Regions from separate parts of the Gasterosteus aculeatus genome. Here region 2 is linked to region 1. The links are chromatin contacts, called in public Hi-C maps. All regions are on one chromosome and are shown on one strand. The core of a region is the stretch at or near the end of the contact, and the rest is flanking DNA. Distances in the headings are between cores, read along the strand shown.

Region 1 (4,875 bases), core at 1,589-4,088:
ACCGCCTGTGGGCACGTCTCTCTGGCTCGTTAAATGTTTACACATCCGTCGTTTTGGTTTGACATTTCTTAACATTTCGCTTCTTGAACAACTCAGCAACGCGCAGAACAATCCGGTCCGCGTGCACTAACATTGCGGGCTATTTATGAGCATTTGGTCCAGAGGCTCGCGCGCATCAACTTTAAACAAACTTTGCAGCCGCGAGATAGATTTATATTAAACGATTTCAGATTGCACTTGCCTACGCGATCCCTCTGGAGGATTCAACCGAGGGGTCTCTCTCTCTCTCCCTCCCCTCCCTCCCTCCCTCTCTCTCTTTCTCTGCTTAAAATGTGATTGATTGCACTTTTCTTTGGCGGACATTCACTGCAAAATCGCGCAGCTTCTCCATCTGCCCGATATTTATATAAAAAGCAGAGGCGCAAAAGCAAACGGCGGCGCGCGCATTGATTTTTACGCATTCCGGGTAAACGTGGGGAGAGAAAAAAAAAGGGGACGACGCATTTGCAATTTTCGGTTGAAAATATACGAGAATATGAGTCATGCTTGTCGCAAAAGGCTGAAATCTCGGGTAAAGCAGTGCGCAAGGACGCGGGCGCGGTTCAACCCTCACGTTCAGCACGCGTAAAAAGAACTGCTCGCGGATCGTCGTCGTCTTACCTTGTGTCCAAGAAAAGGGAAATAGCTTCACATTGTGCACCCGTGGCTTGTCAATGGTTATCTCCCTTTCCCTACGACTCGGTGCTCCCTAAGATTTTCTTTCCTCTGCCTCAACTGAGCAGGAGCCCTCCTCGGCTCCCGCTATTATTTTCACTAAAATATATGAAAATTTATGCAAATGAAAATCAGCACTAACTGTTCGTCTCTTGTTATACTTGGGGATGATTTTTTTTTTCCTCTCCCCCCTTTCTTTCTTTTTTTTTTTTTATTTTGCATACAAAATAAATGAACTCCCCCAGCAGGGAACTTGGGGACCTTTTATAATAAGCAAATAAATAATAAACACATCATATATCAGAGAGGGGTTTTGTATCACAGCGCGGTGGTTTCGGTGAGCATTTCTGAAATGCCGTTTCACTCTCCTCTCATGTTTAGCGTGTATTATTTTCATTTTAAGGGGGTTTTCTAGTGCGAGGAGCCTTTTCTCTGCATACTCGCGTTTCTGTTGGCCGCCCGAGACGCACGTTAACGCGCGCGGCGCGGGTTGAACGGCAGTAATTTAGACAGAAATCCTCAATGTATATTAATGAACAGAGGGCCCCATGGTCCTGGCCCCGAGCCTGCCTATTCAATGTAAACAAATCCACGAGGCTCCCTCGGTTTTGAGCCCGGTCCAAATCAAATCTACTGGGATGAGGAGAGGGAGGGGGGGGCGGGGTGTACTGGCATGGAGTACACAGTACTCCTCTGCCGTGTATTTGCCCTTAAATCCCTCCTGCAATAAAAATCTTTGCGTCATCTTTGATTCGAGAGCTTACGCGCCGGTGTTTGGGGTTACGCGCGACATGCAGCTCTAACCTTTGTACAAAACGCAGTTAATCCTGTCAGAGGATCACCTGCCACAGGCCCCGTTCTGTCCAGGTGCGCTCAACAGGCGGCTGACACCCCGCGAAACGAATGGGTGCCGCGCGAGCCTCATGGCTGGCCCTTATTACCACCCATGGGTGCGTCCAAACAGGCGCAGGGGTCCCACGCACCCAACAAAGGCCTCATTCATTACCGGGGCGATGTTGTCATCTGGAGGGATGGTGTGGGTGATCTCTAGACTGTTTCCCCCCCTTCTCCTCCTTCTTTCCTTTCTTCTTCGTGAGCTTCTTCTTCTTCTTCTTCTGCTGCTGCTCAGCAAACGTTTGCAGCACCGCCACCCTGCACGCGCAACCCCCCCCCCCCCCCCCCCCCCCAGGGCTGCTCAATTTGCGCGTGTTGTTGTTGCCACTTTCTCTTTCACTGTGCTTCACTGAGGTTTCCGCATGGAAGCCTCCCCGTAACCTTTGTTCCTTGAGGAGCCCACGTTGCACAGGCTCATGTCTGCAGCGCACTTCCTCCCTGCGTTGGTTTTCACTTTTGCCGCTCCGTGTTTCTGTGTGCAGCGTCACGGTTTCCCTCCGCGTTAACAACCACGACCCTCCACGGAATGTCTTTGCTTTCATATGCTCATAAACATTTAACCGGAGCTTGTGAATTATGCCAAATCCTTTTTTTTAACTGCCAATCTACCAATTCGAACCCACTCACGCGCATCGTGCATATCACAGGATGAAGCGTTTACCATCCGGTTAGAACCAATAGACGCCTTATTCTAACACACAGCCAGCTCATTACGTGTTATTAATAGCATACAATGCACTTGTGTATGTTTTGAACTGGTGCTTTTTATTAGTCCTAGATGTGTTTGTGTAGAATAACATAAAAAAATAGAATTGTATTAATTCGTTATATTATATTCAACCTAATGCTTTCCAACAAGTGTAAGTATATTAATGTGCTTAATGTGATGGTGGTTTGAATCATGACGATCACAGAGGTCACAACCAGAGGTCACCGTTTTATATAGTGTCTGTTTGTGTACTAATACCTCAGTACTATTTACCACCAAGTTGTGTTCCCTGTTTTGTTTGGACTGCAATTAGAAACCAGCCAATTGGAACCGCCGGAAGGAGGGCTCCTGCGCCCCGGGCGAGGCTGGCGAGACCTGTCAATCACAGCCCGGGTAACCAATCAACGGGGACGCACGGGGGTAAAACATCCGCGCGTCGCCGGGCTCGCCGCGGAGGGCGGAGGAAAGGGGGCGGGGGCAGGGGGGGCGGGACTACGCGGCCTGTCAGGGAGAGAGAGAGAGAGAGAGAGAGAAGTGCGGAGAGAGAACAAGCGAATGAGAGGAGAGGCTCGCGAGCAGCGCCGTCCGCTGTTCCACCGGATTGTACTTCATCGGGAGTTTGCGGTTTGGCAGGTTTATATACATCAAAACAGAACAAAGAGAGAGGCTCCACAGTGGTATAAAAGAAGAGAGGGGAAAGAATAAAGCGGGGGAGAAATCTCGGCGACTGAATTACAAAAGAACTAAGGACACTCTGCTAATGTTTTTCACATCCAGAGGGGACATAAACCGGGACTTTGTACGCTGTGGACAATTTGCAAGGCTTTTTTGTTTGTTTTTGGCGAGCACCTAAAGTTTGTATGGGACGAGGCTTTTTTTTTTTTCTTCCTGTATATTTGAATTTTAATGCTCGCAGTTCACCACCCCGGTGCGAAACTTTCTGAGCGGACTGCACATGGTTTCAAAGGGCTTCGGGAAAACTGGATTTTTATGCGCCGACACCCGCGCTCGCCTAGAATGCAGTAAACACCGGCGAGGATTTTATTCCGTTTTCTGCCACCGCTTTTGAAGCTTTTTCCGCGTTTTTACGCGCGTCGATGGTAGTGCCCAAAACCTACTCATACTTTTAAAGTTTGAATAATTCATGAGATACAATTCGCCTGCTCGAAAGAAGTGACTGTAAAAAGGGAGGGTGGAGGGGGGGGGTTATCCACAAACATATTCATAAGGGCTGACGGAATGGCCACCGCGGCTTCCAATCCTTATCTGCCCAGCAATAGCATCTTATCGTCCGGCTCCATCGTGCACTCTGACTCCGGAGGTGGTGGAATGCAGCCGGGCAGCGCTGCGGTTACCTCGGGCTCCGGGGTGTACAGGGGGGACCCCTCGGTCAAGATGGTACAGAGTGACTTTATGCAAGGCGCGATGGCAGCGAGCAACGGGGGGCACATGCTGAGCCATGCCCACCAGTGGGTGACATCCCTCCCGCACGCCGCGGCGGCCGCGGCAGCAGCCGCCGTGGCCGCGGCCGAAGCCGGATCGCCGTGGTCGTCGAGTCCTGTCGGCATGACGGGCAGCCCTCAGCAGCAGGACGTGAAAAACTCCGGCAGAGACGATCTACACACGGGCACCGCTCTGCACCACAGGCCGCCCCACTTAGCCCCGCACCAGACACACGCCGGCGGTTGGGGGAGCGCGACTGCCGCTCACATCAACTCCATATCCGGGGGACAGCAGCAGCAGCAGCAGCAGCAGCAGCAGTCGCTGATCTACTCCCAGCCGGGCGGGTTCACCGTGAACGGGATGCTGAGTCCGGGGAGCCAGAGCCTGGTGCACCCGGGCTTGGTGAGGGGGGACACCCCGGATCTGGACCACGGCAGCCACCACCACCACCACCACCACCAGCAGCATCAGCACCACCAGCACCACGGCGGCATCAACAGCCACGACCCGCACTCGGACGACGACACGCCGACCTCGGACGACCTGGAGCAGTTCGCCAAGCAGTTCAAGCAGCGGAGGATCAAGCTGGGCTTCACGCAGGCGGACGTCGGCTTGGCTTTGGGCACCCTGTACGGGAACGTTTTCTCCCAGACCACCATTTGCAGATTCGAGGCTCTGCAGCTCAGCTTCAAAAACATGTGCAAGCTGAAGCCTTTGTTAAACAAGTGGCTCGAGGAGGCCGACTCCACCACCGGCAGCCCCACCAGCATCGACAAGATCGCGGCGCAGGGGAGGAAGCGAAAGAAGCGCACCTCCATCGAAGTGAGCGTCAAGGGGGCTTTGGAGAGCCACTTCCTGAAATGCCCCAAACCCTCGGCCCAGGAGATCACCGGGCTGGCGGACAACTTGCAGCTGGAGAAGGAGGTGGTTAGAGTGTGGTTTTGCAATAGGAGACAGAAGGAAAAACGGATGACGCCCCCAGGAGTGGCTCAGACGCCGGAGGATGTGTACTCTCAGGTCGGCAATGTGAGTGCAGAAACACCGCCCCCCTCCATGGACTGCAAGCGAATGTTCAGTGAAACATAGAAATAGCACACGAGAATATTTTATACGAA
Region 2 (4,875 bases), core at 1,036-3,535, 120 kb before region 1:
GGACACACAAAGAGGTGCAGGTGAGGGCGGGCTCACAGATTGACGGACACGGGGCAACGGGAGCAAGCTGGGGGCACAGAGAGAACACGCTGTCACGGGCGAGAGGGGGGCAGCGCCAGACGGGGCCTCACACACACACACGCACACACACATGCACACACACACACACACACGCTCCCCCGGCCACCAACAGAAGTGAGCAGAGAGAGAGCACAGCTACCGGACTTTAGGGCGGGATGGAGCCTCCACGAGATCCACCAAGCAAGTTGGAACGGTTCCAACGGCTCGGGTCATTTTCTCCAAAAGGGCGTCAACCTTTGCCCCCCCCCCCCCTCCCAGTGGTGACAGGGCTTCATTTATAATACGGACCTGCTCCTGTTTGTGATTTCAACGAGAGCAGCAATCGGCCGACGCCATATACGCCCCACGTGGTTTGACTGACAGGTGATCTCTGTGTGAAGCGCTGCGCCGGTGACCGCCGCCCCAGCCGGATCACCAGATTGACACCTCAAAATACCCGCAACCTGCCCCCCCCTCCTCCTCCGCACTGGGGCCAATCTTGGACTGTCCAAAGAGACTTAAAGGGTGGAAAGGACACGAGGGATGATGAGGCAGAGGCGACTCAGCTGCTGCCCGGCCCGTCAGTCCTGCCTTAGCTGTGTGTGTGTGTGTGTGTGCGCGTGTGTGTGTGTGTGAGATTTGGACGAGAGGAGGGGTGGTGGAGGCATCATGTGGGCCAACGCTCTTTCACACGGGCCTCTCACCAGCTGTCACCCCCAGCACACCGCTGAATGGGGCCTGTCACTCCGCCGGCCCCGCCGGGATTTCACCGGTCAAGAGAGAGGAGAGAGGAGAGGAGAGAGGAGAGGAGAGGAGAGAGGGAGCGAGGAGAGAAAGGAGGTTGGAGGGCGGGTAAAGGGGAGGGGGAGAGAAAAAAATGAAACACAAAAGCAGCTCAGAAGCTGGAGAGCAGGGATTAGGGCGCACATGTGTAGAAGACGCTAATGCATCTTACACCAAACTTCAACCTCGGCTCCTTCCCCTTCCACCCCCCCCTCCTCAAAGCCCAGGATTAGAGCTCCCGGGCGGGCACAGGAGAAGCGCATGCAGACCCGGTCTCCACGTACTCGGGGGTTATTATCCAAGTAGCCCTTTAGCTTATTACAGGCCTCATCCTGCTAGTTTTCATCCCTTTGTGTCACATTATTTTATCCTGCCTTTGGAATACATTATATTTTCCTTAAGTTAAGATGCGGATCAGACACTTTAAGAGCCTTCGGGGGGGCTGTGGTGGGTGGGGGGGTTGCCCGGCGAGGGCGCCCCCCCCCCGTTGCCACTGCCAGCAGTCAGTCTATTTCGGGGGTTGCCAGGTTTGTGGTCACTCTTTCTTCCTCTGTGGTTTCTGGACAAAAACATTTCCCTCATCATTACCTGCTCAGTGGTAAGCGGGACGTAAGCGCTCCGAGGTTCACCGTTCACCGGATGCTGCTGCCGTGCTCCAGGGTTTAAAAATAGAGTAATTGAAGGTGTAAAAGTCTAACTAGACCTTTCACCTCATTTCTTTCCCCCCAGAAATAATTTGCCATCATATTTCTGGCGGAAAATCCCCGTTGGAAGAATTCCACCAAAAGGCAAGGAGCGGATTTCTAAAAGCAAATCCTAGTAAGAGGAGGATTTTCACCGTGGACTAACATGGCGTGTGCATGTTTATTTATTTCATTTTTTTTGCAACTTCAGCCATGCACATCATGAATAGCCCAAACCCGCAGCATCTTGCCCATAGGGGTCACTAGCACCTCACCAAAGGACTGAGGGCGCTCGATGCAACCGAGCGTGGCAGCGGGTGCACGTGGCCTTTACTATAGCACCCCATATGCTCAAACCCCACCGGCAGCCCTCACCCCAACGCGCATGCAGCATTTTCCCAGCATGCCTCGCTCTCCGTGCCGCGCGCCATTAACCTGCATTTCTTCACATGGTGGGCGACGGGGCAGTGGGCTCGTTGGCCGCGGCTCAAACCGGCCCTGATTAGCCGGAGTTACGTGGACGTCCTCTCTGCCAGAGCACGGCCCCCCCCCCCACCAACCTCTCCATGCATAAACACACACACACACACACCCGGAGGAGTAGACATGCCTCCAGCAAATCCACCCCCCGCCGTGCCCCCCGTCACCCCACACACACACCGCTAATGCAAATTAGCTCTGTGGTCAGCCAGGCTGAAAAGGCAAGAGAAGGCAGGAGCGTATGGCCGAACAGCGGGGCTGCCACCCAATCCCCCCCCCCCCACCTCATCCCTCTCCGTCACTCACACCCATGAACACACACACACACACGTACAGACCCACACAAGCCACACAAACCAATACACAATATCTGCCTTGTCAACACACCCCTGATTCCAACCCCTTCTCTCACTCCCCCGCACACACACACATACACACACACACACACACACACACACACACACACGCACACACACACACGCACCTCTCACATGTTCTTCTTCTTCTCTCCCTGTGCGGACTTATTTAACGTGCACTTTTATTCCATCTTAGAGGATAAAACACGAGGAGATTTTTTGTTCAGGAGAAACTTTGGATGGAATCGATATCTTTGGGGTTCATGCTTCAGCACGGTGCTACTGCTGATTAAAAAATGTGACATAATATTTTAATTATACTATTATGTACAGTCCATTTTTATTGTGACTTCATTCAGGGAAATCCTATAAAGTTTACCGTTTTAATACAACACACAAATAATTGTGCAAAGTACATTATTTATTATTTTCTAAATTAAAGTGTGGACAAATCATTTGTTTTTGCTGTAAAGGGGAATCCAGCATTTTCTTTAAAATACATTTTTTTGTGTTTTTTAATGTGCAGGAGAGCCACAGGTGGCAAAACCCCCCAAAATATGTTTAAAGCAAACCCAATTACCCAGTTCCACTATGCTGCTGCCACTACTAGTCCAGATTCAAGCCAAGAGGCCTGTAGTGTGTTTTAAAACTCGCTGTGAAAATGGAATTGGAAGATATTAAACATTTATTTTTACATTTACATTTGTGGACCTGACAGAATAAAAAAAGGAAATAACACACAAGTTCTGGTAAAAGTGTTTGTGTCATATTGAGTGTGATGCCATTAGAATGTTTTAAAATCCTTTTCTTCCACTTTAATAGAAAAATAAATTAATCATTATGGCTTTTTGTTGATTATATATATATGTATATATATATGTATGTATATATATATATATATATATATGTATGTGTATATATATATATATATATATATATAATATATATATATATATTCATGAAAGTACAAGCCAGTTGAGGTGGATGGCCTACTTCTTAGTGCCCCCCCCCCTCACCTTCCTACAGAGAGCTCGTCCTTTCTGGAAATACAATTAGAGCGTAACAATGTTTGTTCATGTAATTACAGACCTGCAAGTCAGCAACAATTACTGCGTAAAGTATCACCATTGCGTCTGTAGATGAAGGTAGAGGGTTTTTGGTATGAAAAGGAGTAAAACGTGGGTGTTATTGACGAGGCAAAATCTATTTTAGGGGGTGAGAAACACAGGAATTTACCCGCTGGACGAGGGTGTGACTACATTCTCTGAACATGGTGGTTAAAGTGAGCAAACTATGTAAGACGGCTGCGAAGGCCTTTTACTGTTCTAGTAACAACGTTTGCAAAACATTAAAACACAAATAGATAAAAATAGTGAAACATTTCGGATCGTGAGAAGCATTCATTACCGTTTTTTTGTTGAATACATTGACGAGCCTTTCAATGAACATTTAGCTGCTTCAGTCAGATGTTTTGCATCTAAACGTCTCAAAGCAAATACGTCGTGTTTTTCTACTGATGCAAAGATGAGAAATAAAATCTACAACAAACATGAAGGATGTCACACGTTACGATGAAAACAACAAGGCCTGTGTTTTATCCGGAGGCAGCTTCTCATCCACAGCGAAAGCCGCATCGCTCCGCCGAGGTCGGGGTCAACCATCCACACCTTAGCGAGGTCGCGACCTCGACCCCGGAGCCCCGGCCTCGGCGTTCCGGAAGAATTCCCGGAAGATTCCGTGGCGAGCGACATACACACTCAAATCCACGGCCTGCAGAACGCGCTCGGCCCTGCGCGGCTCCTCGGTGATACAAACGGTTCAGCAGCATCGGGGGGGCCTGTCGGGGGGGCAAAGAAAGGGGGCAGAGAAGAAGGGAGAGAAAACACAACAACTGATGAAAAGATGAGATGTGAAGAGGGAAAAATGTTACTTCTGGAGGCGTGTTTCTCAAACCAATGAGAACACAGCGTTTCACCTTTGTGGTGCAAAGGTCAGACTTCGCCTCAGGCCAAGTCAGCCCAGACCTAGATAAGCAACTTTCCCTCTTTTTCCCTCCACAGAGGGATAAAAGTGTGTGTGTGTGTGTGTGTGTGTGTGTGTGTGTGTGTGTGTGTGTGTGTGTGTGTGTGTGTGTGTGTGTGTGTGTGTGTGTGTGGGCGAGAGTCTGTCCGTGTGTGTGTGTGCGTGTGTGTGTGTGTGTGTTAAAAAGGCCAAACCGAGCTCATGCAGATGGAGGCTGTGCACTAAAGAGGCCGTTAGCGGCGTCGTGGGAGAGTTCGCTCAAAGTGACACCCGGACCCTCGCTCTCCGTCTCCTCCTCCTCCTCCTCCTCCGTCTCCTCCTCCGTCTCCTCCTCCTCCTCTCCTTCGTCTCCCTTTTCTTAACTGCTAGATTTCCACTTGCAGGGCAGAGAAGACTCGTCCTTACTAATCATGCACTGCTCCACAGAAAGAGTAAATATGGTACATAGATTCAATACAAAAAGGAAATCTGATTTTTTTTTTAAATCAGGA

What was found. A called contact is a pair of places that touch in the nucleus more often than the background predicts.
Region 2: a Hi-C map of skeletal muscle shows a contact between it and region 1, with 5 times the contacts expected there. The contact joins the enhancer-like site here to the promoter of pou3f3b in region 1. A contact is called at or near these places in 2 of 6 Hi-C or Micro-C datasets (skeletal muscle and whole body).

The regions. Positions count from the first base shown.
Region 1 is chr1:29,511,931-29,516,805 of fGasAcu3.hap1.1, reverse strand. It overlaps pou3f3b (POU class 3 homeobox 3b), which reads left to right and starts at 2,838. Exons shown (of 3, transcript XM_078102375.1): 1 at 2,838-4,777. The coding sequence starts at 3,557. It overlaps LOC144406627 (a long non-coding RNA gene), which reads right to left and starts at 2,581. Exons shown (of 3, transcript XR_013467636.1): 1 at 661-2,581.
Region 2 is chr1:29,630,036-29,634,910 of fGasAcu3.hap1.1, reverse strand. No RefSeq gene overlaps it. Among protein-coding and RNA genes, the nearest start is that of LOC120825440, 45 kb to the left of the region's middle. Within about 2 kb of position 2,285, at least 1 of the 9 cell types and tissues checked has open chromatin away from gene starts, as enhancers often do.